2 separate regions of the Mus musculus genome follow, and region 2 is linked to region 1. Evidence: chromatin contacts called from public Hi-C data. All regions are on one chromosome and are shown on one strand. The core of a region is the stretch at or near the end of the contact, and the rest is flanking DNA. Distances in the headings are between cores, read along the strand shown.

The links. A called contact is a pair of places that touch in the nucleus more often than the background predicts.
Region 2: a contact with region 1 is called in a Hi-C map of muscle stem cells, with 1.6 times the contacts expected there. The contact joins two enhancer-like sites. A contact is called at or near these places in 1 of 39 promoter capture datasets (neural stem cells), 3 of 484 Hi-C or Micro-C datasets (bone marrow-derived macrophages, muscle stem cells and nephron progenitors), 8 of 115 datasets of contacts at active chromatin or transcription factors (bone marrow-derived macrophages, embryonic forebrain, embryonic hindbrain and 4 more) and 4 of 9 other capture datasets (adipose tissue, embryonic stem cells, liver and 1 more).

What each region holds. Positions count from the first base shown.
Region 1 is chr11:105,405,522-105,410,008 of GRCm38.p6, forward strand. It overlaps Marchf10 (membrane associated ring-CH-type finger 10), which reads right to left. Exons shown (of 12, transcript NM_172568.2): 5 at 3,122-3,293. Among named protein-coding and RNA genes, the nearest start is that of Gm39417, 42 kb to the right of the region's middle. Within about 2 kb of position 2,675, at least 23 of the 459 cell types and tissues checked have an H3K27ac peak or open chromatin away from gene starts, as enhancers often do. A contact at or near this core is called in muscle stem cells, where this site is marked.
Region 2 is chr11:105,570,849-105,574,821 of GRCm38.p6, forward strand. The region is part of intron 3 of Gm39422 (a long non-coding RNA gene); the gene reads left to right. Among named protein-coding and RNA genes, the nearest start is that of Tanc2, 17 kb to the right of the region's middle. Within about 2 kb of position 1,318, at least 6 of the 459 cell types and tissues checked have an H3K27ac peak or open chromatin away from gene starts, as enhancers often do. A contact at or near this core is called in muscle stem cells, where this site is marked.

The DNA of each region.
Region 1 (4,487 bases), core at 1,425-3,924:
AAGAGCAAATGTTAGGCACGGGATCAGAAGTTTTCGGGTCAGCGCTCCTTACCATAGACTTTCCTGTGCTAGTTAACGTAATGCCACACTCTACTGAGAGGTCAGCATTGCTTAACAGCAGAGTGTGTATTTATCACTGAGCCTTTACGTTTTACCCAGCACAACGATTCTGTTATTACCCCCTCGTCCCTCCATTTTACAGATGACAAAGCTGAGGAACAGAGAAGCTCCTTGCCAAAAGATCTATAATGAATAAGAAGTGAGGGCCTGGGTGAGAGTCCAGGCATGTGGTCTCCTAAGCACTGTCCCATGAGCAGCTTATATGTCCCACTATCCCGAGAGGGAGGGCCGAAGCGGAGCACTCGGGTGCAGCTGTGTGGGACACACGACTTCCTTTGGACAGCCTGCAGGGAACAGTGAGAACATGGGGTCTTTTCTGTGAGACATCTATTTGGAGAAGGCACAGCCTGGGCTTAGGCTATCAGCCGCCATGTCTGGGTTGCTAATACAGCTCATGAACTTCTAGGATGGAGATACAGGTTGGTATCATGCCGAGGTATGGAAAAGCAAGCCAAATTCTCCAGCTACATTTTACATTTGGGAAAGCCTGGCATAATACAGCACAAAAGGAGGGTTAACCTGGAAGGCAAACGTCACAAAAGGGGTTTCTCTGTGTCCTGGGCCTTTATCTTGCTTAAATCTGATGTGGAAATTAGCTTTGATGACGTCATGCCAACTTTGGCTCACCCCTAAATTCTCTAGAAGTGTGAAGCAGGAAACTGGATTCAGCTGGTGAACTAGATCAGCATCCAGATAATCCAGGAACCAAATCCTCTTTTCTGTCATAGCAGGTATTTATCTGAATTAATCCATGCACTGTCGCTAGCCCCCAGTTCCCAATTTTTCCTCAACAGACTCAGGTTAAAACTTTAAGCTTTCACTTTGTGATGCTAATTAGAAATCGGAAGAGCCACTGGAAAGAGAGGCCCATTGGACTTGCAAACTTTATATGCCCCAGTACAGGGGAATACCAGGGCCAAAAAGGGGGAGTGGGTGGGCAGGGGAGTGGGGGTGGGTGGATATGGGGGACTTTTGGTATAGCATTGGAAATGTAAATGAGTTAAATACCTAATAAAAAATGGAAAAAAAAAAAAAAGAAATGGAAATTAGAAAAAAAAAATATTTGGATGCCAGCAAAAAAAAAAAAAAAAAAAAAAAAAAAAAAAAAAAAGAAATCGGAAGAGCCAACACTCATTAAACCAGTGGTTCCACCCACCAGTGACCTGTTCTTGCCTAACTTTCCCTCTTTCCTCGTCCTCTTCTTGTTGAGACAAGGTCTTACTATGTGACCCAGGCTGGCCTTGAGTTTGCGATCCAACTTGGGACCCAGTCTTAGCCTCTTTCTCTCTTGTCCTTTTAATCTGAGGCCCTGTGCATGGTAGTTAACACTCTGGGCTATGGGTGGGATTGGCAGGCAGGGGTTTGATTGGGGTGGGGGAAGGGGCTACATCTCAGATTGCTGTACCCTCTCACTCAGTCTCCATGGCATTGATATTAACCTCCAAATCCCTGTGCTGGCTGGGCAGCCAGCCCCCCCCCCCCCAGCCTGCTTATAGCTCTATAGGTCTTGAGTTCTGCCTAGAACATAACAGAAAGATAAAGATGGTAGCTTGAAAACACATTTGCTATGTCAGATCTGCTGTTTGGTGAAAAAAGATCTCCTTTCATCAACTTGGATTTCTTGCCTAAACCCTGGCGGGTTTTAGCCTGATCATTCTTCAAAGTTTGATGTTTTATAGAATGGAATGTGAATTAACTCCCTGTCTGTCAGTATTGTGAGTTCCACACAGAGCTTGCTCAGTCTGAAAAACATCTGTATTATTAATCAGACAACCCAAATCACAGAGTGGACCTCAAAGGTTCATTTTAATGACTTTTATCCACAGATGACAAAACAGACAGCTACCAGGGTTTTAGTGAGAAGGCTAACTATATGGAGTTGCATGATTTGAACTCACCCTCAGAGTATAGCGGTTAAAACCCAACCTCAAGTCAATATAGTATTTGCAGAGTGAACTCACCTGCGCTCTACTCTAGCCTTAAGATAGTTGAATTAAAACCCTAATTTCTATTAAGTCTTTCAAACGAGAAATTGACTTGAAGCATCCCCATATCTCCCCACCCCCATCCCCCACCCACAACGAAATAAGGAGCAGCAGTTGGTGCTTTGCCAAGACAAGAGGACAGCACTTTAGAAGTCAATTTGGTCTTGACTTCATTAACGAATGTGGGTGGTTAAGCTGAGTGAAAGGTGCCATTTTCTACAAATGCATTCGGACTTAACCAGACCAGTGGTTGCATGACAGCGCTATTTAGGATTAGGAAGAAGCTGTGATTGGGATTCTAATGACTTGCGTGCTATTTGCTATTTACAAATTGAATTCTTTAGCAGTTAAGTTTGGCTCCTTTCCCAGGAGGCAGACCTTTCTGCCTAGTTACCCCAATTGGCATGTGGTTCCCAGAGGACACAGTTTTGTCCCACAGATGTTGCCTTTGATGGGAGGAGCCTGAGGCATTCTAAACTTTCCCTCCATTTGAGCTTCTTGTTAGATAGTATGAGTCTCTCCTGCCCCAAACAGAGGACTGGCCTTTGCTTCAAAGGCAGCATAAGAGTGAATTATTTACCAAATCACACAAAAGGGAGGATTTAGCAAGTTCCCTTTCTCCCTGAGAGGACAACCCCGGGACTGGAGGACTTTATTACTCTTGCTCTCAGCTGTAAATAATGTCATTCAGATGCTTTTGAAAGCTCTTCTTGCCTTAGTAATAAAACTTGATACCTGGGGCCAAATGCCTTTATCGCCTCCACCCGTCCCCACCACAGAAGAACTGTGGCAGAAGAACAAGAGGCAGCATTTGTAAGGAAGAGCACAGGATGTGGAGAGTTGGGCCTGAAGATATGGGAGCATATTCTACTGAGAAATTAATTTTGTACAGGCTCATTGGCCTCCCAAGACCTAACTGGGTACTTGGCAAGCCCTAGATTAGTTAACCCCACCTGTTTGCTGTGATTGTTAAGACTGGGATGTTGGCGATGGATCTCAGAAAGGAAGCCACTCACCTGGAGAGGGTTTGCTGGGGCTCACTTTCTCTGACTTCTTTAGTGTCATGGTGCCTTTGTGTTTCTGCTTGACAGATGCTTGGTCAATGGCTGGAAGTCTGGGCTCACACTTAGCCGAAGATGTTTTGGTAGATAATCTTGCTTCACTGCGAGAATCCTCCTCACAGGAACTCTGTGGAAAATGGAAGAGGCGTGAGTGCCAGTGGCTGGGCCCAGAAGCAGGACATGTGGGTATTGCTGGGCCCTTCAGTGTCCCCTCCCTCTGAGGGATCTTGTGTTTGTCACTGAGCTGGCTCTGTGGTCAGGGAGATTTTGATGGGTCAGGACTATCAGCTTCGACTTAACAGCGAAGCTGATGACTTTTGTCATGCTTGAGGAGCCTGCATTCCTGAGTCTGTTGCTGGAGCATAAGCATATTATGAATACGCTTCTGACCATTACGTAATTTGATGACCAATAAACAGCTCATGCTCAAGGCTATGTATGAAAGGAGGTGCTTTTAAATCAGTGCTTTTAAACTGTTTGCTGTTTGATATTTGAACCGTCTTGAAGAAGGCGAGGGTCCCTTATGCTGACTTGTGTGCTTGACAATGAAAAAGAAATTTAGATTGTGTAGCAAGAATGACTAAGTCAGACCTCAGTTTCAGTCATCCAAATTATTGCACAAGACAGATGGATCTCCTAAGACGTCCCCTCCAGTCAGTCTTCTACACAGAAGTCAGCCCTAAATCCACACAAGGACACGTCACAATGTCTATAGCGTCAGAGCACCTCAACCCAGGCGTACAGATGAAATAACAATTATCCAAGCATTCAGCAGTTTTACGATTCGCCATACTTATCCCCATCAAAGAAATGATACCAACGATGTAAATGACAGTCAGGACCCTGGCTCCAAGGGTGATTTGAGTACAGCTTTGTGGCTTCAGGCACGTTCTGCGAGACCATGCCCTCTGTCACAAGCAAAACCTAAGGGGTTTTCCCACCTTTGGCTCTGGGGAGGTTCTCTGTGTGGTGCATTAGTCCAGCACTAGAAAATTCTCTGAAAATGTGGCGCTTCTCAGGCATGCAATGCCAAGCTAACATCTCCGGCGCCTCCCCAGCGGTGGTGGTTCGTATTGATCTTGTCATTATTGCTGACACTTGTGGTGTTTTTTTCATTTCAGTGGCTCCTGACTCAGGGAAACACACTGAATAGCTTTGAATTACTGCGTGCAACATAAGAGACACGGGACTCTATAAAAACTTTCCACGTGTCAGTCTTCTGGGACGAAGTCTGTATGTCCACAGGTGGACAGATCGTTGTTTTCCATGAGGACAAATCTTATTTTAAAACCTAGGTTTTAGATGTGGCTTTCAAACAAAT
Region 2 (3,973 bases), core at 68-2,567, 160 kb after region 1:
TTACTCTTTAGTCATTCCGCATTCTCCTCCCTTACTCTGTTTAGGTTAATTGGGTAGGGCCAATCTAATGACAAAGATTCTTAAAGGTGAGGAAGTCTTCTCAGCTGTGAACTCTGAAGGATGCTCAAAGAGATGCAGTATGAAAAAAAATTGATGTGTGGTTGTTGGTTTTGAATTATAGAAGGTTACATGCAAGGAGCAGAAAGAGGCTGCTAGGATTAAGGGAGACCTCCCTAGATGAAAGGAGAGAAGAGACAAGGAGCAGAGACATGTGGTATAACTATATAGGACCAAATCATGCTAATAAAGCAGGAATCCCTCAGGAAGGAATGCAGTCCTGACATTTTTAGCCTGGTGAGACTTACACTAAATTATAATCTGAAGTATGATAAATTTGTGTTGTATAAGCCACTAATTTTGTGCTGATTTCTTGTAATAACGTTGGAAAATCAATGTAATACAGACCTATGTAATTTGTTCTCTCACACATACTGCCTTTTGGAGATTGTATTATAATGTATTTCCACTCTTTTTTTTTTTTAAGTACTGAAGATCAAACTTGAGTGTGTATGTTAGACACATTCCCTGCAACCGAGTTATCACCAGCTCCATATTTTCCTTAGCTGCAAAGAATTTAAAGTAGCAATTATAGCAGAAGTAGCCTTTGACTTAGTAGACAAGAGTCTGAGGCTATGCTCTGGTCATTTTCTTCTGATATTATGGCATATTTGCAAATGTATTTAACCCATGGTCTAATACATTAGGGCCTTTACGAGGTGGTTAGTTTGTGAAGGCAGAGCCCTCATGAGCAGGATGAATGGCCTTATAAAAAAATCCTCCCAGACTCGCACACTGTCCCTTGTGTGAGAAGTCAGGGAGATGATGCCTGGAAGCTGGCCCTCCTCATCTGAGCTATCATTTGCTACTGCCTTGATCGTGGACTTCCCTGTCTCTAGACCTGTGAGCTAGGAACTTAGGTTGTTTATAAGGCACGTACTTTATGGTATTTTATTACAACAGCTTGAAGGAACACAGGCTCACTGATCCCAAACAACACAAAACCTAGGTTCATTGAATTTGCAGGACAGAAATGAGTGCATGCAATCCAAGTGAAGAAGACAGAGCAATGAGGAATTCACTGTAGTCTTTTTCTCCTGGAAAAGTCGGCGTCATAGTTTATGTGGTAACTGCTGGCTGAGTCTTTAGTTAAGTAGGATTAGTAGCGAAAGAGACACCTGCCATAGGTCAGAAAGGCAGCCCAGGGGCAGGCAAATTTTCAAAAGGAATGTGCTAAGAGTTTACTCCTGGAGATAAGTAAGTCAGTAATTGGGAGAAAATAAGGACTTGACGGAACGGGACAGCTGAGAGTCAGTCCCAGATGAGTTGAGCAATCTTCTCTGCATTCTTCAAGCCGACCAGCCTCGAAAACTAGAACAAAAACAACTATTAAACTACCCGACCAGTTTGGCAAGGCTGGAAGGTCAAATATCAAGATACTGAACAATTTTATTTTTAAATACCAGCACTAAACAATCTTTTTTTTTTTTTTTTTTTTAAAGAGTGTCATTTACAATAGCATTAAAATAACAGGGCATATAAAAATCCAGTAAACACATGAAATGTATTTTTCATATTTTCATTATTTTTTAAAGTCATGTGTATGGAGTCTATGTGTTTGAAGTGCAGGTGTCTGCCGAGGCCAGAGGCATTAGTTGCCCCGAAGCTTGAATTATAGGCGCTGTATAAATCACCTGTCACCTGATGTGGGTGCTGGGAACTGATCTAGAATCCTCCATAAGAAGCAGTGCACATTCCTAACCACTGCACCATCTCTCCGGCCCCAAAACTATGTTTACATTTTTTCATTATATTTAATTATTTACTTTGTGTCTATGCATATGTCTGTGTGTGCACACAAGTGTCATGGCACACTTGTGAAGGTCAGCGGACAATTTGCGGAAACATTTCTCTCCTTCCACCGTATGTGTCCCAGATATGAAACTCAGGTTGTGAACCTTGGCAGCCTGTGCCCTTACTTACTGAGCTGTCTCACTGGCCTAAATATGTTCCACTGTCATTAGCCAGTATGAAGATGCCATCCAAAACTAGAATGAAAAACCACTTCACATCACTCGGACAGCTGTAGTAAAAAGGACAAAACTGGGTTGGGGCAGGTGGGGCTGGAGAGATAGCATAGCAGTTAAGAGTGCTTCCTGCTCTTCATAATTAATTCCAAGCACATTAAATGGCTCACAACCACCTGTAACTCCAATACCCAGGAGAGCTGACCCTTTCTGGCCTCGTTGCATGTATGCGCGTGCGCACATGTGCAGGAATGCGTACATGTGCAGAAACGCGTGCGTCCATGCACACACACACACACACACACACACACAAAATAAAAAGACAAATGTCAGTATTGGTAAGCATGTGAAGAAACGGAAACTGATATAAATTGCTGGTGGGAATTTAGAAATGGCACAGTTGCTTTGAGAAACAGCTTAGTAGTTTATCAGACACTTAAACACATGACACCACCACACAATCCATTGATTTGTGGGTATATCACAAAAGAATTGAAAAATGTGTGCTCACACAGAACACGTGCACTAATGTTCACAGTGCCACTGCTCATATTATTCCAAAGTGAGAACCAGCACAGACAAATGAAAGTGTCTTATAGACAGAGTGCCATCCAGCCACTTAGAGTACAAGGCAGGTATGCTGGTGCACATCTCTAATCAAAACGGGAGGTGGAGGCAGGGAGATCGAGAGTTCAAAGGTCAATCTAGACCACAGGAGACCCTGCCTCAAACCAAACCAAACCAAACAATCAAACCAACCACCCTGAAAGGAAAACAGCAGAGAATAAGGACACACACCACAGCAGGCCTGGACTTCAGTAACATTAAGCAAAGTGAAGGAAGCCGTTCGTAAGTCATCGTGTACTGAATGCCTTCAGGTGTGATAAATGTGGAGCGTAGTAGATAGAGAGGGTTGGGGAGAAACAGGGAGTGGCTAAACAGGAGTGTTGGAAGTAGTCTAAAACGTATCGCGATGACCGAGCCCCTGGAAATATGATCAAAATCACTGACTTTGAATAAGGAATTGGATCTGTGAATTATAATTTAATAAAATATCATAGCAGAAAAGAGGATCAAAAAAGTCACTTAATTAAAAAACTGGCTGCTTTTTATACATTTAAAATAAAATAGAGGTTTGGATGAAGAGAGGGATAAGAAACCAAAACCCAAACCAAACCAAACCAAAACAAAAACATCTCACTACTGGTTTTGTTTTTCTGCCTTGAGTCTGGTCACAGTTGGAGTGACTGGGTTGACATGATGGATTGCTTGAGGAAAGAACAGGAAGGTTAATAAAACCAGATTCAAACAGGACAGGAGTGGTCGAGGTGGTAGTGAAGAATCCACATCTGCAGGTTCAGCCCGACTCCATCTCTTGCTGTAAGGCTGCTCTTGGAAGCAGCTCTCCCACCCTTCCTGTTCTCGTCAGGGCCTTGAAAGCAGAACCGACATATGCTGGCACAGTTTATCCCAGACCAGCCCCTGGCTTCTATGCCAGATTTAGCCTTTGGCAACTTTCTGTTGAGAGTCCCAGAGGACTTGTTTGACCTCCTTTTGGAAAGCTGCAAGGGAATTCACTTCTGGACTGTGGCCCAGCGAGTGGCTCAGCGGGCTGCCTAATTCTCTATTAAGTTAATGATAAAGTGTACCTGAGCACAGGCCGTGGCAAGGCCAAGTCCCTATATGTGCAGTTTGGACTAGGAATTTTCCAGTTACCTAAAGATAGTTCCCAACATTAAGTATTGTGATCAATTTTAAAAAGAACTCTTTGAAAAATGTATTTTCCTGCCTCTCCCTCCCTGACTTTGGCTCTTCTCTTTTGGTAATAAAAGCATTGTGTGACTATTGTAGAAAACTTAGAAGCATCTCTAGAGCCAGCTCTTTGTTTA